5 separate regions of the Mus musculus genome follow, and regions 2, 3, 4 and 5 are each linked to region 1. A link is a contact called in public Hi-C, HiChIP or PLAC-seq, Micro-C and promoter capture Hi-C data. All regions are on one chromosome and are shown on one strand. Each heading gives the region's core, a stretch centred on a gene start, on an enhancer-like site or on the middle of the called end of the contact. The rest is flanking DNA. Distances are from core to core; before and after follow the strand shown.

Evidence for each region. Promoter capture Hi-C pulls out the DNA fragments that hold promoters and counts their contacts. A called contact is a pair of places that touch in the nucleus more often than the background predicts. HiChIP or PLAC-seq counts read pairs in DNA pulled down with a chosen protein or histone mark.
Region 2: a Micro-C map of embryonic stem cells shows a contact between it and region 1, with 2.0 times the contacts expected there. The contact joins the enhancer-like site here to the promoter of Tcerg1l in region 1. A contact is called at or near these places in 5 of 39 promoter capture datasets (frontonasal cranial neural crest, hippocampal neurons, liver and 2 more), 1 of 484 Hi-C or Micro-C datasets (embryonic stem cells), 5 of 115 datasets of contacts at active chromatin or transcription factors (embryonic midbrain, embryonic stem cells and stem cell-derived neural progenitor cells) and 1 of 9 other capture datasets (embryonic stem cells).
Region 3: a Hi-C map of cortical neurons shows a contact between it and region 1, with 1.7 times the contacts expected there. The contact joins the enhancer-like site here to the promoter of Tcerg1l in region 1. A contact is called at or near these places in 2 of 39 promoter capture datasets (embryonic stem cells and liver), 1 of 484 Hi-C or Micro-C datasets (cortical neurons), 2 of 115 datasets of contacts at active chromatin or transcription factors (embryonic stem cells and forebrain) and 1 of 9 other capture datasets (adipose tissue).
Region 4: an H3K4me3 HiChIP or PLAC-seq map of neural tube shows a contact between it and region 1, with 3 times the contacts expected there. The contact joins the enhancer-like site here to the promoter of Tcerg1l in region 1. A contact is called at or near these places in 3 of 39 promoter capture datasets (embryonic stem cells and hippocampal neurons), 1 of 484 Hi-C or Micro-C datasets (cortical neurons) and 4 of 115 datasets of contacts at active chromatin or transcription factors (VIP interneurons, embryonic forebrain, embryonic midbrain and 1 more).
Region 5: a contact with region 1 is called in a promoter capture Hi-C map of second pharyngeal arch cranial neural crest, with 2.1 times the contacts expected there. The contact joins the enhancer-like site here to the promoter of Tcerg1l in region 1. A contact is called at or near these places in 6 of 39 promoter capture datasets (the HPC-7 cell line, hippocampal neurons, liver and 2 more), 1 of 484 Hi-C or Micro-C datasets (nephron progenitors) and 2 of 115 datasets of contacts at active chromatin or transcription factors (VIP interneurons and embryonic forebrain).

What each region holds. Positions count from the first base shown.
Region 1 is chr7:138,395,906-138,399,884 of GRCm38.p6, forward strand. It overlaps Tcerg1l (transcription elongation regulator 1-like), which reads right to left and starts at 1,825. Exons shown (of 12, transcript NM_183289.3): 1 at 1,416-1,825. The coding sequence starts at 1,748.
Region 2 is chr7:138,152,005-138,155,983 of GRCm38.p6, forward strand. No RefSeq gene overlaps it. Among named protein-coding and RNA genes, the nearest start is that of Gm30395, 30 kb to the left of the region's middle. Within about 2 kb of position 1,682, at least 20 of the 459 cell types and tissues checked have an H3K27ac peak or open chromatin away from gene starts, as enhancers often do. A contact at or near this core is called in embryonic stem cells, stem cell-derived epiblast-like cells and stem cell-derived neural progenitor cells, where this site is marked.
Region 3 is chr7:138,593,577-138,597,555 of GRCm38.p6, forward strand. All of the region lies in intron 1 of Gm30751 (a long non-coding RNA gene), which reads right to left. Among named protein-coding and RNA genes, the nearest start is that of Gm30751, 13 kb to the right of the region's middle. Within about 2 kb of position 1,700, at least 2 of the 459 cell types and tissues checked have an H3K27ac peak or open chromatin away from gene starts, as enhancers often do. A contact at or near this core is called in cortical neurons, where this site is marked.
Region 4 is chr7:138,208,116-138,212,094 of GRCm38.p6, forward strand. It overlaps Tcerg1l (transcription elongation regulator 1-like), which reads right to left. Exons shown (of 12, transcript NM_183289.3): 12 at 857-1,732. The coding sequence ends at 1,576. Among named protein-coding and RNA genes, the nearest start is that of Gm51503, 14 kb to the right of the region's middle. Within about 2 kb of position 1,901, at least 10 of the 459 cell types and tissues checked have an H3K27ac peak or open chromatin away from gene starts, as enhancers often do. A contact at or near this core is called in neural tube, where this site is marked.
Region 5 is chr7:138,244,532-138,248,510 of GRCm38.p6, forward strand. It overlaps Tcerg1l (transcription elongation regulator 1-like), which reads right to left. Exons shown (of 12, transcript NM_183289.3): 8 at 3,841-3,910. Among named protein-coding and RNA genes, the nearest start is that of Gm51503, 22 kb to the left of the region's middle. Within about 2 kb of position 2,255, at least 15 of the 459 cell types and tissues checked have an H3K27ac peak or open chromatin away from gene starts, as enhancers often do. A contact at or near this core is called in VIP interneurons and second pharyngeal arch cranial neural crest, where this site is marked.

The DNA.
Region 1 (3,979 bases), core at 575-3,074:
GAAACTATTTTAAGGAGTTAAGATTGTAACTTTTTGAAGGTTCGTTAAAACAGATTCTAGAGAAAAGAAAATTGGTGGAAGATCTCAGTGCAGAAAATAATACAGCCAGCACAGGAAGGGCACACAACCAAGTATGGGTCACCCACTAAACCACCCCAGTAATGCTGAGGTGGGGGAACACTCAGTGGCTACTGTTTCAAAGTCACATTTTTTGTTTGTTTGTTTGTTATATGTAAAAATAGCTTTCTGATTCTCCCTATCCTTATTTGGATAGTGAATAGCAGCAATATTCAAAAGACTAATGCTAAGATTTTTTTTCTGAAATTTTTTTTAAAAAAATTATTTATACAGGGTGTTTTTGGGGGATTTCTTGACATTATGTACCTCTAGTGGTAACACTCTGAAATGGCAACCCTCCTAAACATGGCAAAAGCTAGCAGAGCTTATCCAATAAAGCTGACTACTATGTGTATCACACATCAAGATAGGATGCCCAGTACAGCATGTATCTGCATCGTTAAGTCTAAGGAATAGCTTACGGGGAGTTTCATGACGTCTTGTAAAAAAAAGTCACAAGGTGGTACCGGGCTAAAATAATGAAAAGGTATATTGTGACAAAATGCTCATTTGAATGTGCTAATGGTATCCGTTTCGGCGTGAAATGCAAGCTATTCCTGCATTCAAACTCACTCGCACAGATAGTGAACGAGGAATTTGGCCGAAGCCAGGAGAAAGGTTGCACCACGACACCATCAATCAAAGGTGCAGTCACTTTTCTTTGCTGTTCCAGTCTCTGCATGCCAAACTCTTCTAAAGTAGGATCTGGCTTGAGGGAATTCAGAGGGCAGGAGAGGAATTCCCCACACAAGACGCTTTCATGGCAGGATTTCCAGGCTGCCTTCCGTGGCTGGAATTCTCTTAAGCACTGCCCTGAATCTATGTGAAGGAGTAGGGGGACCAGATCAGAATCAGAAATAGCTATTGATCTGCAGCTTGCTTTCAAGTCTGGTGGAGACTGTAAAAGTATTAACTTCGAGGCGATGGCAGCCACGGTTGTTGGCTGCAGCGCTCTGCTTGGAGGCAGCGACTTCAGGACCGCGTTCTGGACAGCGCCCGGCGCCGGGGAAAGTTGGGTCCAGGCTGTTTGGCTTCAGCCAGGGATGCGGGATCTAGGGCGGTCTAATGAGAGCCAGGGGAAAATATTGGGGAAAAAAAAAAAGACTGCCAAAGCAAAACCGGACGTCGAAGCATGAACTTTCTTGCCAATGTATGAATGCGCGGCTGCGTCCTGATGGTATGGAGAACCCAGGACAACCCAGGAACGGAGAAGAGCCAACCCGAGGGTCAGGGCAGCCCCAGGATAGGAAGGGACCCGCAATACCGAGCCTGGGTGGGATCAGGGCTGGAGCCGTTACCTGTCCGTGGAGCAGGGGATAATGGTGCACGGCGGCGTGGTCTGGCGCAGAGGACAGCGGCAGCAGGGGCAGCAGGGGCTCTCCCGGGGCTGGCCAGCCCGGCAGCCGCGGGAGCAACGGGGCGGAGGCAGGCTGCGCCGAGGCCAACAGCACCGGCGGGGGCGCGACCCCGGCGCCAAGCCGGAGCAGCCCGGCGGTGCCGGGGACCATCCAAACCCAGGGCGGTGGCGGTGGGTCTGCATTCATCGGCCACGGGAGAGGCTGCCGCCACCGGGGCTGCTGGGGCTGCTGTAGCTGCCGCCGCCGCCGCTGGAGCCTGGCGCCCGCCAGCATCCTACACCCCCGCGCGGGCGGCGGCGGGGGCGGCGGGCGCCCGAGGTGCGGGCCGGCGGCGGCGCGGGCTTCGGAGCGAACTCACTTGGTTGCGCGACGCGGCCGCTCGCTCCGCCCCTGGCCCGCTCTGGAGCCCCTCCTCCTGCCCGCGCCAGCCCCGGGCCTGGCGGGGCCCCAGTCCCCGCCCACAGATCCGGACCCCCGAGGCGGGGACACAGCGCGGCACGATGGGGTGCTCCCAACCCAGCCGGCTGATTTTTTTTCTACTGTGATCCCTAGCCCACTCCGTTGTCGCTACTGGTGGCCAATTGCTCTAGCTGACGGTGCGCACGGAGGGTCCAGGGGCTCCAGACCCCGCTTGCGATCCTAATGGCAAGCTGAAGCCGAGGTGGCTGCGCTGGAACCGGGCAGGTCCCGCCACTCGCGGAGCTGGCGGCCCCGGCGTGATCTACCTGATTTAAAGTGAGTCTAGGGCCCAGGGCCCAGAGGGAATACTAGACTGCAGACGTTGACGCCAGCTGAGTCCCGGACCCTTCTAGGCATGGGTCGATTTCTCTCTTGGATAAATATGCAAAATATTTTCCCAAGTCTCTAGAGGTTCACTGTGCCAGGAAACCCGAATTTTTAGTACTGGGTCTAAAGTCCTTTCTGGCTATCTGCTGGCTTCAGCGCCCTCCTTTGCCTCTGCTTTAACCCACAGACTCCCAACCTCTACCCTCTCTCTGATGCAAGGCACAACACAAGTGACTTCTTCTAGAGGGCTTGGCCTCGGTGAACTTGTTTTTAATCCCTCCGGGCACAGGACTGAGTTCCTTCATGCCTCGCCATAAGCTGCTGTGCCGCAAGAAGTGTCTGGGTCAAAGAATCTCTTGCTCCACTCGTTCCACGCGGAGCTTCCTTTCTCTAAGCCGGCGGAGCCAGGCTTCGCTCTGATCACAAGCAGTTTCCGCCAGGCGGCGCTGGTCCCAGCCCCTGTGCTGACCTAGCTTGCGCAGAACACTGGGTAGACTGGTCCAATGCCAGGTCTTCTCCATCAGATCCTCTGACATCAACTGGTAACGGCTTCCAGCCCCAGTCCAGTCCTAGACAGTTTGTGCCGGCGGCAGGGCACAGACTGTCACGTGCTAAAGAACCTGAAACCCTAGGCATCCAACTTCTGGTACCAAGCAGGAGCTTGCCAATGAAGCCTGCCTGACGGCGGGAAAGTGCAGTCCGCACAGCTACATCCAAAGACACACCTAGGTCAGGCACATACTCACCACCCTTCACCCCGTTCGCAGCCCCTCCTGGTAGAAATAGAAGCACCCACTTGGCTCCAATCAGTTTCTAGGTAGGGTTGCTTCCTCGTTTTCCTGGTTTGCCTACCTTTCTAACTTCCTCCTGACCTGTCACAATTTCTTTTTGTCTCAACATATGCTGATTTACATAGCTGGCACATCGCTACTTCTCTCCACCCAAACCACTTACAATTTGTGAGGTTTTCCCTTTCTTGGATGCCAAAGTACTGACAAGATTATTTCCCATGTAAAGCCCCAAAGCTTCGCAGATTGGAGCAGTGGTATCATCCACTGGAGGCTGCACTTCTGTATGTACACAGGTGATGTTATGTGGCCATCTTGCTCTCTAGGCTCCCACTCAAACTGGGATGTTGTGCCAGTTGCTAGGTAGACTAATTCCCCCCATCCCCCCTCGAGAGCTTGCGCGTGCAAAGCTGTATTCTTAGAGAAGTAGAACAGGGTCCATTCATTCCTTCATGGTGTGACCTGGGGGCATAGAAGATTCCCAGTGGCCTTGTCTGGGTTGTGTGTACTCTCAGCAAAGCAAAGTTTTAGGCCTGCAGCACCTCTAGCTCCTGGAGTGAAGGAAGGGAGTCACCCCAAATCTGTGGGTACTTACCATCCTGGGGGGCTTCTACACCGGTTCTCACTCAAGGCCTCTGCTAGGCAACTTGGCTAAAGGTTAAGTTCCTGTCTGGGCTGGTGTTCAAAGGCCTTGACACCTTGGGCACTTCCTGACTCAAAAGAGAGAGCAGGCTCAAAGAGCCTCCAATGGTCACACTCCTCTTTTTCTGTCAACTGTCAGAGGCTCAACACTATCCAAGGATCTCAATATTGGAGTCACTTTTCTACATCATGCTCTGTGCTGGAGTCTGAGTAACAGAAAAAAGGAAAAAAAAAAAAAACAGCTCCCACTAGTTAATTGCTATGAGGAGGCTCAAGGGAGTTTAAATC
Region 2 (3,979 bases), core at 432-2,931, 240 kb before region 1:
CCTTCCCACCATAATATTATTATAACGCAGCAAAGACCTCTCATCAGGTTCTGGGCACCACACCACTATGAGCCAAGTGAACTTTAGTACCCAGTACTTTAGTTACCCAGTCTCTGATATGCTGTTATAGTAACACAACATGAGCATCACTGAGAAGTTATTTCTCTGCCAGTAAAATGAACCAGTTCAATCCAGATTAAAACATATATAAGTGCAGGCTTATTGGGAAGCTGTTCTAGGGCAGATTAGTTCACTGGCCCCATGGAGGTCAGGGAAATTGCCATGAGAAAGGAAATGGAGGCAAGGGAAGAGAGAGAGAGAGAGAGAGAGAGAGAGAGAGAGAGAGAGAGAGAGAGAGAGAGAGAGAGAGAGAGAGAGAAAACCAAAATATCTGGATTACATAAGTAAGAGCCTGTCAAGGAAGGGCAGCTCAGCCCCTGGGCTGGAAAGATTGGGGGTAGAGGTGGGGTGTGCCAGGTAGAGACTGAAGGATGCTAGGAGAACCTGGATGTCAGATCTACTTTGGTATGTAAAATATGTACATTGGCCATTTGTCCTGGGTCTGAAACCCAACTATCACTTAGGCCAAAATGACATCGAATCTCCATCATGTCCAACCAGTCCCACTTGGCTTCCCTTTCACTCTCAGGCTGAGGTATTTTGCCTCGTAGGTGTCCTACCCATGATTCAAGCAGCCTAATTCTCAGTTGGCTGACCCTTAAATCCAAGCCCACCTCTACTGTCTCTCAGAATAGTTGAAGACAGACTTACCTAGACACTTAGAAAGCACCACTGCGCAGGACCTACCCCGAAGTTTCTGAAGCAATCAGTCTGGTCCAGAGCCAGGTGACTCCAAATTCAGCCGAGGCTGCCATCTGTCTCCCTTCCCCTTCTCCTGATCCAATCCCTTTTCAAAGATTCAAGACAGCCTCGAGTTAGCCTGAGCTCCCTGAACAAAATCAAAGGTATGTGTTAGTGCTGTATCCCTTGCCTTTGGGGGTCAAATTCCATCCGTGTCTACCATTCTATCACTTTACATGCTGAGAAACCCTCTTCTCAGAAACTCCTATTTCCCAATCATGGTGTTCTGCCCCAGGACGATGTGCTTCTTGCCTGTAGGGCCAGGGACTTGAGAGTGATTTAATGAATCGATCCATCCTCCACATCTCTGATTTCTGATGCCTGAAGCAAGTTCTGGGGCTATCAACTCAGAACAAGCTAGAGACACTGGTGTGGGAGGAAGGGGTTAGACAGCCTCCTTCTTCATGTTCACAGCAAGTCACTCTGTGCAGACTGGGAGGATGCCCTGATGGAACTGCCATCATCTTTTTGGGTTGTCCTGGGAGGATCCTGCAGCTGGCCTGAAGCCATTATTCACTATACAGAATATAAAATGGTGTCTTTTATCAAGTCTGTTGGAACACACACACACACACACACACACACACACACGACACATTCTCATTCTTATTTTTAAGACACCAGATTGAAACTGACAGGGAGTGAATTTTGGGGAAGATGTTGGGAGAAACATGGATTTCACCTGTTGAGCTGTCTGAGTGCAAGGAATTTATAACAATGGCTTTGTCTGCTTTCCAACCAAATGCCTTTGGAAGCCCTCCAGCTGGCCCTTTGTGTCCTGACTGAGCACAAAAAGAATCTGGTGTCACAGTGAAGACTCAAGGAAGAGTATTGAATTGCAAATGTTCTCAGCAAATCTCTTGTTTGAGCAGCACAGCACTGTGGATCTGTCTAGGGCATCCCTGAAGAGGCAATCTTGAATCCTGCAGTGGACCATAATCCTCCACTGCTGCCTTGTGCCACAGGCAAGTTCTGGATGGTTCTGGGATCTGTTTGTCAGGAGTCAGGGAGGATTCTGAATGATGAAGGGAGCACTCAGAGCATGCTTCCAGGAACACCCACAAAGTCTTGCTCGTTTCATTTGGCTGCAGAACAATGAAGAATGAGAATTGGAGTTTTATGCTAATCAGGAATCTGTATAAAAATCTCTGTCGTTAAAAAAAAAATGCCCATCAAATCTGTTCACCCTGGTTGATGATGCGTCTCTGTTCTAATGGATGTCCCAAAGTTCCCAGCATGCCCAGGTCCCTAAGATCACTGGAAGCACCCTGAGTTTCCATTATAGCTCCTAAATGATAGGGTGGCTAGTTATGAACCATGTGGGTCAAAGGCCATCTGTTAATACAGTGTAGTTCCTGCTGAATTTGTTCCCTACCAGTCTCGTAAACAGTTCTGTGCATCTGGTAGAGAGTGAAATAAGAACCTATTTTAAGAAAGATTGTTTTCTCTGTGTTAATTGCTGTGTTGTAGTGTGAATTATATGTGAATTGACCTTGAGACACTAAAACATGGAGCAAAAGGAAGTGCCCAGAGACTCAGGAAATGATACCTCTAAATCAAAAGTTCTATGATAAGTGGATACAGGGAAATTAATTTGATATTTATAAGATCGTGAGTCTTCTTTGTGTTGCCAGCTACCAAGGGGGAGGTCAGAGGATAAGACATGAGCCCCATGGAGGTCTAGAGGATATTATATTCTGAGATTACTGCATTCAGAGATGCCTAGTCACAGTGGGGAGGTGCTTCCAGGAGCACTGTCTCAGGAAGTAGAGGACTCCTACAGGACATGATCAAAGTTGCTCACAGCAAGATGGCAGTGACTTCTCCCACCCTTCACTTAAGCATAGTAAAGTAGCATTAACTCTGTCCTTCAAACCAGCCTGTTCCCAGTGATATCAAAGACAAGACTGTTTCCGGAGCTGGTTTACAGGCACTATGCTGTCCGTGGTTTCACCTGTCTGTCTGGGCACTCTCGGAGAACAGGCCCAGACATAGAAGAAAAACTGAGACTTCGGCTATTCAGAAAGCTCCTCAGGATATCAGTGGTGAGCCTGAAGCCACCACTGAAACAGAATTTTCATAGATGGTTTGAGAAATGCCTATGGAGTTTTGTCATATCCTGGGAATGACTTCATGGCTTGCACAAACTATGAGAATCTGAACTAGCTTGTGATTCTCCAAGGAACGAGAGCTACTCTGTGGATTTCTGAATGTTAGATTCCAACACAAGACTTAGCCCAAAAGTCCTACATACATATCCATTTTTATAAATTTTTAATTGTTTGTGTGTCCTGCCATGAATCCTGAAGGCTATCAGAGGCACACTGCAGATTTTCCTTTCAGGAATATGTCCTTTCTCTTTTTTAATAGACAAACCTCCCACAGTGAGCAAGTGAAGGGACACAGCGACAGGTGCTAGGAGGAGTGTTCATCTGTGGAATCTTAATCCACTGCAGGCAGGGGAGTAATTAGTATAATCACCTTGGTAAACAGTTTGACATCAGTTCCTGAAGTCAAACACACATATGTTCCACTCCACAAACATCCCACTCCCAGGTAAGTACCCAAAAGTAATTCTCACTTGTGAGTGATCAGGGGCTCACACCAATCCTTGCCAACACCATGTGCAATAAGAAAAAGCTGGAAGGAAGCTGTGTACCCACTAGAAGTAGAATGGATCAATAAACTCTGGCACAGGCACATTGCAAAATGTTTGACAGAAATAAAGATCAGTAAATGCAATGCCTCTCCCAGTATGTCCTAGTACCGGTGATGTTATGTAAGTAGAATAGTAAGAGCTGGGTCCCAAGAAGGTACATGAAAAATACACCATTTTTATGAAGTTCATATCCAATTCCCTGGTCTCGTCCTCAGCTCTGTGGCAGAACACCAGCTCTGATCCCTCTTTCTCCTGACCCTATCTCCTGTGACTCAGGAAGTAAACCTTCTTATCCAATCTTTCTTACCTCAACTCATCCCATTATCCAGCCTCTAACACCAGCAGGCATTCCCTGGGAACTCAGCAGCCATCACAGCCGGGGAAACAGGCAGGCTAACTACAGATCTTCACCTTGCCCTCCTCTATTACAAATCCAATCCCCGAGTCTCATCCCCATCT
Region 3 (3,979 bases), core at 450-2,949, 200 kb after region 1:
GCTTGGTCTCCACAGAAATGCACCTGCACACACACACACAAACACATACACACACACATTTGCACATACACAACAAACCAATTAAAAATAAAGTCCTGGGGGAGAGAATCTAAGCAGAAATCCCACCCGTCTATGAGGTGGACCTTCCCAGAAGCAGGGCTCACTCTGGGCTCCCTGCGCTGTGAATGTGGTTCGTCTCTACTGACTGCTTACAGCTGAGAAAATGCTGAGATGCACCAGGAAGGCTGCTTCCCGGCAGCCTGATTCTTTCACTGTCTGTCTTGTGAGGAATTCCCAGCTGGAGATAGAAGTAGAAAAGTTAAAAACTTGCAGACATCATATTCAAAACGCAGCCAGTGAATCAGGCACTTGGAACTAATAAGCCCTCAATAAGCGTGGTCCCTGCACTGACGGAAATGACACAGAGTGCCACAAAGCATAAAAAGTCTCCTTCCGAGGCAGGAGCTGACAGTTCCCATAAAACGCAGTGCTTTGAAAAAGTGCGGTGTCAATCACAAGCAAGTGCCTGACAAATCCTCGGGATACCATATTTTCTTTACTGTGGAAAAGAAATCAAAGGAGCTGGATTTGCCAGGAACCCCCATTACCCTAAAGAGACTTAAAATGAAAACCTTCAAGGCACAGCCCAGAGTCCATGTGCTTGTGAGCTGGAGGCACAGATACTACCATCTCACCTTTGGAGGGTATCCCTGAATGCCTTCAAGAATCCGGCATCAGTCCCTGTAAAGCAGGAGCCAGCCAGCTCCCACAGTGGAGGATAGTCATGCCCCTTTCTCTATGCTCCATGGACCAGTCGTGCTTTAGAGGGGTAATGAGCAGAGGTCCAAGACCCCTCTTCAGGAGCAAGTAGGTGGAAGGTTCTACTCCTTGTCCTTAAAGGTATATGCGATGGTAAGAGACAGTGGGGATTCTAGGAAGTCCCTAAGTGCTTGGAGCTAATAAAAACTTTAATGCCGTAACTATGTAGAGAATGGTGTTAAATTTACAAACAGTGAATTTATATTTCAGTGAGGAGTAATGATAGAAACAACTGTAAGTATGCCTAATGCAGAAATCCATGAATTCCTTGTAAAAACCTTTCATTGCTCCTAGTCTGGGTGCAACTAGAGCCGTAAGGAATGACTTGGGAAAGAATCCATAGTCCACATTATACATACAGCCCCAGCCTTTGGATGGGACTCTGGCAAACACAATAAATTCCATTTCAATGCACCATTTAAATAACACTTTCACATACCCTGCAGGGGAAAAAACCCCATCCCTCTGTAACAATAAAGACCATAGAACAGCAGATACCCAGAAAAATGGTCTTTAACTTACTAACAGTTCACTAGGCATCCTGGTGGGCTTGATCCCAAGGGAGCCTGGCTCTGCCACAGCCACCCCAGCTCTGAGAGGTTATGTGAGCCAAATGAAATTGTTCCCAGAAATGTTATCCACAAGGAGCCTACAAGAAACAAACTCAGATCTCTGAGCTGTGATGTGTGTTAAAGGCAAAACAGGGGTCACCGACACAGTGAGAAGGTGAGCAAGCCACGCCTGACTTAGAACAGTGGAGAAGGCTTTAGACGTTACAACAGTCTTTTTTATCACTGGGGTGGTTGGGAGGACGCAGCATGGTTCAGAGCTGAAGTTTCTCAGCTCATGATGATCAGGAACAGGTTCTGTGATTACTTTCAACACAGCACACAGCAACACATTTCTAAGAGCTAAAATCAGGCCTGGTCTGATTTCCTGGGTTGCTGGGTTACAAAATGAGCTGGGGCTGCATTCGCAGACACTGCGGATTCCTTAAATGAAAAGTGGAGAAATGGCTGGGGACAAAAGGAGAGCGGGTGTATGACATGGACATTGAATTTCAAGGACTCAAAAGCACCAGTGCCCTAATCATCTCTTGTCAGGAATAGCAAGTCCTATCCCTCACCAGACTGCAGTAATTTTTAATTAATTAATTAATTAGTTAGTTAATTAATTAATTAATCTATTTATATCCAAATGTTACCCTCCCTCCTCCTACCCTGGGGTATCAAGTCTCTACAGGATTAGGCACATCCTTTCCCACTGAGGTCAGACAAGGCAGCCCTCTGCAGTATTGTAAAGGATGGTTGGTCTCTTGCCCTGTTACTCTCATCTCCAGTTCCTTTGGAGCACATTCTCTTCTTGACCTAGGAAGCTAATAATAGCGCCAAACCCAAGAGAAGAAAATGTGTTTACCAAAAGGTGACGGTCAGGCTGACTGACCTATATCAGAAATAAAACTCAGAGAACAATGAGTCTCGGACAGGACAGAGGGACTCGTTCCGATGAAGTCTGACTCAGAAAACCACTAGTTCACCTGACCCACTGGTTGATCCAAAACTGATTTCTCTCAATTAAATTTGAGAGGTCAGGCATCTTATGGAAGGGTGAGGAAAAGAGATCAAAACCTCTGAAACATGTCAGGACAGTGTCACTTGAGACGGCAGGTCTCCTGAAGATGACATCTCTGGAAGAATATTGTCACAGCTCTGAATATGAAGCATTGGGAGCCTTAATCTGGGAGTAGTCATGTGGGTGACTTCCTGCAGGATTCCTTCCATTGTTGCCATCACCCTAGGGCCTAGATGTCATAACCTTGCCCACAGCTGGTGCAGAGAGCCAAGATGGCTGAAGAGCCAGGTCCTAAGCTGCCAAGCACCTTGAGGGTGCAGCTGTCTGACCGGGGATCCCTCTATGGTCCCATGTGTGTCAGAAGAGGTCTTTCTGGGAACACACTGCCTGCTAAAAGAGCCAACCTGCATGATGTCCAAAGATGTTTTCTGACTTTTTCCTAAGATTGGTGGTCTGTGGCACCCTGACCCTGTATTACAAGAATCCTTGGGACCAACTGATGCAGGAAACTTCCAAGCACAGGGTCAAAGAACGCTGGGGGCTGTTTGGCACAAGTTCTCATGCAGACATGCTTCACACTGGAGGGAAGGCTGAAGGGTGACATGAGGCCTGATGGAGATCTCTCTCCCGCAAAGGATGGACATCAAAGGTGACTGATGGGGTGCAGGATGCCTGTTGGGGACCTTTTTAGGCTGGATTAAAGGATGCAGCAAGAGGCACCACCAAGCCATCCAACCAATCCCAAGTCCGACGCAGTTTTCTTTGCCTGTTTTCTTAATCAGGTGAAAAATAAGCAAATTTCTCACCTCAGTTATTCAGATGGGAAAGCGACTGCCTCACTTAGAAATCAGGAGCTGATGAGGTCCTCTTGAAGAAAATGTGTTTCTTTTTCTGGGAGAGTATGGAACGTTCCCAAATCTTTCTGGCTTTGATTTAGCTCTCCAGACAAGCCCAACCTAGCCCAGGTTTATCTCAGGCTCAAATCCTAAAGGATGCCTCTGCTGGGGGGCAGTGAGCAATTTGTTGACATGTGCTGTAGTAAGAATTTACAATCCTAATAAGCACTCAGAAGAGACACACAATCCAAATATTTTATTTATAGACCATATGCCTAGGTTGCACAGATCTAGAACTCTACTGACTAATTTAACCCCAGCTGTAAGGCCCCGTGTTACTCCCTGTTTCTCCTGGCCGTGCGGTTCTGGTCCACGGCAGCTTCCTCCTCCTCTGCCTTCCTCCTCCTTTTTCTCTCTCTACCTGTATCTTCCTCTCTCAACCTCTAATCCCACCTTTCTCCCTCCCCTGCACAACAACCATCTCTAACCTTTGACCAGTTACACTGGAGAGAAGGTTCACACGGCATCACTGCTCACTGGAGGCAGCCACGTCTTGAGAAACCAGATGCATTAGAATATAAGCAGCATCAGACCAACCCACTACAGTGTGCCCTTCACGTCCCAAGACCAGCAATGCATAAAGAAACCTCTAGAAGAATTTAGACAAATATTCCTACCTATAACTAAGGAAATTTTAATACAGTAAAGAGAGGAATGTATCTAAAGTTACCTGGCTAGTTAACTGTCTAACC
Region 4 (3,979 bases), core at 651-3,150, 190 kb before region 1:
TTGACAGGGCATACTTACTTACATTACACTATGCCGGGTGGGTAAGAGACATTTAAGAACTCCATTCAGGCTGCAGGTATGGTATTCTGTGTTCAAGTTACCAATCTCACTGGGCAAATGAGTTCTCCGTGGCATTTATGTGGAAATGAGAACTGCTTTTATCCAAATGCAAAGGCCCTGGAGGATCCACCCTCCAAGCACCACCCCCCGCACCCCCCACTAAAGCCTCCAGTATTTCTCTAGCCCCTGTCCCAAAGGCTCAGAAGACAGCATCTCCTAGTGGCAGCAACACCCCCACCTGATACCTTGCCAAGGCAGATTGGAATAGAGTTTTCCCAATGAGACAGAGACACATGAGTGGTTCTCCTAGGCTCTGGGGTGAAATTCCACCAAGTTTTTTTTACCAGCATGCCCATACTTAACTTATCTGCCTCTCACCAAGTCAGGTTGTACCACAGCCATGGTCTAAGGCCTCTGTTCAGATAGGGAATAGCTGTTCTAACCAGATCTGTCATTAGTTTCTGGACCTAGACCTCATAACCTCAGACACCTGTGGCATTACAATTCTTTCTCTAAAACCTCCTGTTAAAGTCACAGGGTGGTCTCCAGGTACGACTGTTCGCTGGCACATTGACTTGGCACCAGTCCCTCCAAAGCCTTACTGGAAAGCTTATCATCTCCGAGGTCGGGGCCAGTTAGGCTATAGATCCGCTGCTATAGGGAGTCAGAGTCTGGTCCAGTACCCTGACATGGCATGGCATGCACTTACCTCCATCTGCCATCTTTTGAAACTGGAAGTCTTTATTTGATTCATTTTTGCTGTCTAAGACAGTGAGGCATGCCTCAGTCAGAAAACATGCTGGTTTAAAATATTTATTGGTTAAAAAAAATGTAAAATTTTTATACAAAGATGATGAGAAAAATCTCATGCAAACTCTGGGCACACAATAAAAATAACTCAAATAGTAATATGATGATTTTGTACAAAATAATTCTTCTTAAGAAGGACCTCTGACAGCCAGCATGGCTCCCTTCTCCTGGTGGGGATACACCTTCAGAGAAGCCAGTCACTCTTAGTCACCTGCAAGTGATCACGATTCACAAGGGTGTCAAATGTCCGGTTGTCACTGTGATGAATAATGGAACCCATTTCTACTACTCAGGAAACAAGGGGCCTTGATCTAGGAACACCACGGGAGGCCTGCACAAAAGGGGGGTGATTCACAAAACTCTAGAAGTTCTAGACAGTCCTGTGGAGTGGAGGCAACACCTCGAGACGATTATCCGCATTTCCTGCTGCTGCTTTGCCACAGACCTGCAGTGGGTTTGTAATTTGTGTATATTACAAGTAATTTGCATAATTAAAACACTTAAAGACTCGACATCTCATGGCAATTAGAAATGCATCAAACGGGGAACAATGTACAAAAGAGGGAGCTTCAATATGAAACAGTAATTCTCTGAGAACACCTGCACCCCTGGCTGCCTGGAATGGGCAGAGCAGCCGGCCACTGCCACCTAAGTTCCTCCAAGCGCACACTCAGCTGCCTGCTGTCATACCGTGTTTGCACGGACTCATCTCATCTTCCGGAGCCTTAGTCTGTTTTCCTTGTCCCGTTTTTTTAGGATAAGTATGAACTGGTTGAAAAAGTGCTCCTGATCCTTTCGCTTCTGAACAAGACGAAACCTCTGATCACGGCCGTGTTTCTCTGCAAACTCTTTAAATGTGGTCCTGAAAGATAAGGACAGTTATTTCTGTGACTTCTTCCCAGAGAATGAGTCCTGTTTTACTTCAGCATGACAAGCAAGCTCCCAGGGACAGAACCTCTACAGGCCAATGGGCTTTGAGGGCCTGGGTTCTGCAGGGCTGCAACCTGACTCCACTTACATATCTCTGGTCTCCGGAGGAGGCCTATCTCTGATGCTGCTGTTGCCACCAAAGCATCTGTTCTCACTGAGCCTCCTCCTGCTACAGGGCTCCACATGTACTGGAGCTGTGCAGCAAAGAAAGCCTTCCCTCTTTTCTTCCCCTAGTTGGTACCCACTCTTTCTTGGGAACCCTTGGCTGTTTTGGGAATCTAGTGTTCTCTAGAGACCCAGAGAGTTCTGAGGCAGTCTTTTGGGTCCCTTAACATGGAATTTAATTAGACCCTCCTGAACTGGGTAAAGACACCACTGTCAGCTTGGCTCTTTACTCTCTGATGACATTGAGAGTCTAATCATGGCTGGCAGGTAGGGAGTTCTTGGTTCTCCCTGCAGAAAACCTCCTGTTGCCAAACCAGGGATCTTCTGGAGGAAACCATAGAGCCCTCCACTACCTGATTGTGGAGACAGTCCTATCAATCCTAGGAGCTTAAGGGGTCATAATAGTGCCAGGTCTTTGGAGCAGTGTCAGAACCTTTAGAAGCAGTGGTCCCAACCTGCCCAGATCCCACACAGAGCTTCCAGGAATGTCAGCTATGGAGTGGCCAAGAGCCCAGGATCTGGCACTAGCCAATCAGCCTTCCTCCCAGACACAGCTTTGCTATGCTTGTCACCTAGAGTCCCCATTGTGGAGGATGGTTGGCTCTGAGACTCAGTGTGCATAGGAAATCACTCTTTGCTCAGGAAACCCTTGCCGTTCTTGCTCATTATCTTTATAAAGAAGTTTACATTTCCTCCACACAGCCAATTACCGTGTTAAATTATTGCAGCTTACAGCCTTTTATGGACAAAAGACAAGCATAGAGAGACATGGTTGTTAAAAGGGTGGCCCTAGGATTTGGTTCCCCATCGTCCCCTTTCTTTCTGCATCCAGCTGCCAGCTGCTTGCTCTGCCTACAGGGGCATTTCCTTGATGGGTCCTCTGAAAGGAACGCTTCTTCCTCAGGTTTCCCTTGTCTTCACTTCTGTCCCTCCTCCTCCATCTCCCCAGCCCTGCTTCTTCCTCTGGTTGTTGCAGCTACAGCTAGCATTGCACTTCTGTTAAGGCCTCTTCAAGGTTGACAGGCAAGGAAAAGGAGGAAAAATGACAGCCCAGTGTGCCTCAGCCACGTAGAGGGGTGGATCTGGCTTTCTGCTGGCTCCAGGGAGCACAAGAAGTCACTGAAGTGACAGGCATTCACCTGTGGCCATGCCCTGATGAACAAAGATGGCACCAGCATTCACTGTGCATCCCTAGGTGACCACATCCAAGCAGAGAGGTATGTGCACTAGGCTATGAGACTGGTCCATGGATACTGTTCTCATGAGGGACCTGAGACAGATCACCAGGGGCAGCTTGAACAATAACCAAGAGTACTAGAGACTGGAGTAGCTACTGCTGAAAACACCCTAAGGAGCCTGAGCTAACTCCATCTTACCCCAAGATTGAGCTGTCTACATATTGGGAGGGCAAGGTGATAGTGAGGGAGGAGAGAAGAAACTTCTAAGGGCAGATCTGTCTACATTGAAGATTATAAACAGCTTTGTAATTATGAAAGTAATACATGCCAAGGATGTTTTTATAATATTTTAATATGTTCCACTGAAGTAAGCATTTTAGTGTCTGCGTGTTTCCTGTAAGTCACATTGTATCCCTTAAACATGCAGTAACATTTACCTACAGCATAGGTGAAGAGGAAATCTAATATTAAATAGGGATGTGTTTAAGCCTATTTGATTTCTCTCATTCATGGTCTGTGGTGTGTGTGTGGTGGGGATGTATGTGTGATGTGTGTATATAATAGAGTATATGTGTAAGGAAGAATAGGTGATGGTATGTATGGTGTGTGTATATGTTTGTTGTGGGATTTGTGAATATGTAATGTGTATGTGGTGGGGTGTGTGTGATAGATCTATGTATGTGTGGTAGATTGTGTGGGTGGTATATGTAATATGGAGGGTGCATGATGGAATGAGATGTGTGTATATATGTGTGTTGTGGGGTTATGGTATGTGTGTCTGTGTTATATGTGTGTGTGTGTGTTGAGATGTATATGTGATGCATATATAATGGGGT
Region 5 (3,979 bases), core at 1,005-3,504, 150 kb before region 1:
GGAGCTTCAAAACCTCCCATCTTGGCCTGGCTGGCCCAGGATTGAAAGTTACCATTAAATTCTTGTGTTTGTCTTTTGGATGATGACATTCGTTTGTTTTGAATGGACTCCCCTTGCCCTAGGGTCATGTCCGGAATAAAAACCTACAAGAGGATGAATCATAGTCATACATTTCCTGGAAGAGAATCTCATGATCTTTGTAGGACCCATCTCTTCCTAAGTGGTCTGAAATTACTTTACACTCTAATTCTATCTGGGAAATCTTGGTCTCCGGGAGTCAATCAATAGTGGCAGATTTGGAGAAAGCAACAAGATACCGGTAGGCCACTTCTTACTCATTCTAGCATCTTAGGTCTTCAGATAGAGTTGTCCATGACATCAAAAGGTACCTATATTAGTCATTTTCCTTACAGCTGTGACAAAACACCCAACAAAATCAGGGGACGGAAGACTTGATCTTGACTCATAGCTTTGGGGCACGGTCCATCATGGCAGGGGACGCTTGATGGCAGAGGATGAGGCGCTCCTCACATCGTGTCTATAGTCGGGAGGTGAGCAGAGGTGAATGCTGGAGCTCCCTTGGCTTCCTCCATTCTAATCAGATCTGGGATCTCAGCCAGTGGGATGCTGCTGTCCATGTTCAGGGTGGATCTTACCCCTACAGTTAAACATTTCCGGACATGCCCTTGTGGATACATGCAAAGGTGCGTCTCCTAGGTAATTCTAAATCCTGCAAAGTTGATCATCAAGATTCACCACCAAAACACTCTACTTGATCTGACACTTTTATGGCAGGAGACAGTCAGCTTTGTACATCCAAAGCCACTAACTGCACCCCAAAATGTTAGAGGCAACATGACCTGTCATTTAGTCAACCTAGTGGAAGAAATCTATACCAGTGTGATGGAAATATCAAAACTATATCAAAGCCACAGTGCTAATGGTAACTAAAGGACAAAGTTCATCTATTCAGTGGGGACTGCTATTCCTGCCTGACAAAACCTGGCTTCTCAGGATGGGGTAAGCTGCCATTTATGCCAATGACAACTTCCCTATAATGTTTCATGGTTACTTCCATTTTGATTTCTAAACTAGATGACATCTTTTTGCTGAGTTCCCTCAAGTGATTCCATTTGAATTTGAAGTCAAGTCTCAACTCCCTAAAATAGATAGCACTCTCAAAGCAGGTCCAAACGGTAAAAAGACCCACTCCTCAGAAGGTAGGAAGTGGCAGGGCTGCCAAGCACCATACGTGAAGAGGACACACAGCAGTAAGTCAATTTTCTGGTCCTGGGGAAGATGGATGAGTTTGCATCAGGAACACATTCTACTAAATAGTAAATAACAAGCTTTCGGAAATGGCACTCACCAGGTAGTTTAAAATACTTTTGTGTTTTGAAAGCTTGTCATTGTGACATATTTCTCCTCCAAGGGAATTTTAGGAGAAGTATCATTTGCGCCTACATTATCGGCACAATCAATTTAATTCCATCTGTGTTTGAATGCCCCAAGTGGGTATCAGCTGTGCCAGAGCTCATCAAAAATGCAGGGGTGGAGAAGAATCTAGAATCACCACCATCATCATTTAGCCCCTGTTTCTATATATCATGACACATTGGGCCAGCAGTTACCCCTTGCAAGAGGGTTTTCAGTGCTCTTGAAAGTAGAAAAAAATGTTATTTATACTAAAGGGGCAGGTCAAGATTATATTCTGTAATATCAAATGCATATAGTGCCAAGATCTCTGAGGTGCCACTTGTAAAATGCAGTGGGGCATGAAGTGTCATGGGCACTGCAGAAAACTGTGTAGTAAGAAACTGCACCACGGTGGGGCTGCAGACACAACAGGGCTGCCTTCTACAAGGCACAGGCAGACAAACGAACCAGATCCTCTTTCAACACACACGGCAGGCCCACCCTCTGCACATACAGGGGAAGACTCAACTTCTGTGAACACAGGGTGGGTGGCCTACCCTCTGCACATCAAGGAACGCTTGCCTTTGCTTGTACAGAGCAAACCCACCTTCTGCAAACACAGGAGAGACCCAGCCTCTTTCTATACACCAGCTCAGAAATGAATGGTTTCCAGAGCTTCCTAGAATATGCTAGGTTCTCAGTCTGGCTGCTTCATGGCTACAGAACATTTTCCTGCCTGAGTTTGTTAGGCAGACACAGTCTCACCAAGGCAGCCCTGGTGAGGACCTGGTGGGCCTGAAGGCTCACCAGCATGTGACAGGCACCAGCCCCTCCCCTAGCTGCAGTGGATAGACATGTGCACAACTGCAGACATTGGAGCAGCTCCACAGGAAACATCTGTGCTTGCTTCAAAGTCAGTCTTTCATTCTGGAAGTCATTCAGATGATTAAAACCAGAATTAATGTGTTGATGTTATTTAAATGCCAACTGCTCAGAATCCGAGGCCAGTCCATGTCCCCTGCACCACGGGGAGCTTGTCTTGTGTTTCAAATGTAGGGTATGGGTACACAGACCAGCTGGAACAGCTTGGCTGACAACCATGGTGTGAGCATAGTAGCCCAAAAGCTGCCCTTCCTCCCAATTCCTAGAAGTCTTGAACCATCAAAGGCCCTGCATAAAAATCTCCTGTGGCCAAGTGGGTATTCTTGGACCCTCCTACAAAGTACAAGTGGCCTTTTAAGGGCAAGAGTTGAGGCAGTCAGAAAACAGAGGACTCCAAGATTTGGATGACAGGTTTGGTCCCAGGGTCACACAGAGACCTATCTCTGCTTCATGGAAGCTCACCCTTCACACATCCAGCGCCACCCCAGACTGGGATACAGCATGTAGAAGCCCAGGGATGAGAAAAACAGTGTTCGGACTTTTACCTGCATAATGGTTTTGTTTGCTTAAAATTTAGTGCATACTTCTGTAAAGCCCTGTGGGTTTCCTCTTGGTTCTGAACTCCCCTTGTTCTCCCTCCGATCTAACTGGTGCGTTCATTAGAAAGAGGAATCCACTCTAAGTTTCAGCTCTCTGGGAATGCTGGCCCAGCATCTATTTCCCACACCATTCCTTTGTTTACTGAAATATCTCAGGATGAAGGAGCAAAGAAGTGAAAATGGAAGCAAGATCTTATCCTTTGTTATGCCAAATGTCTGCGTCTTCTAAGGACAATTTTTGAGGAGGAAATGTTGCCAACATGCCTGACCAACACCTTTAACTTTTTGGTCCATAGCCTTCGAAGTACTGCTTGGCACTCCAGACTCAACCCCACTGTTCTCAGTCCACAAAGGTGCCTATCGCTCCATCCTTCCTCCCATCTGTCCTGTTCTGAGGACTCAAGATGCCTATATTGTTTAGAGTAGCCCCCTATATAAGATGTTAGGTATACAGAAGACAAACCAGTGGCCTTGTGAGAGACCATTAGAAGAGAAAGGACAAGTTTTCATCCCACCCTTGCAGCCAGGCAATGACAAGCAAACTTGATAGATTCCTCCGTGTCACTAAGTGTCATATGCGATTCTGCAGACAGGTCCAGAGTTTTACTTGCAGAGGAACGAACTTCTTAGACACGGGTTGAATTGGTTGCAAGCAAGACCCAGAGATGCAATGTCCAGCCAGAACTGCCTGCCTTGATTTAGTATCTTACAAAGCACAGGTCTGCCCTGAGCAGTGGGCCACATGGCCACTTCCACATGGCTCTGGAAGCTGAGCATGTGACCCTGAACTTCAGCAGAACAGGTGCCAAGAGATAATGAAGCTATATGCTTCCCAGTTAAACTATTTTTTTTTTTGCTCAGATTCAATGCAGTCAAAGTACTTTCTCTTCACAGCACCAAAGCATCAAGGGAAGACACAGTGGGAGAGAACAGTGCCACCTACCTGTTCCTCTTGGTTTTCACACTTTGGTCCTCACTGCCATCATCTGAGCTGGAACCATCACTGCTTTCAGCTGAAAGAAACATCACATTAACACAGCTGAAGGGTCAGCCTCGGTGCTCTGGAAGGCAGCAGGCAGCTG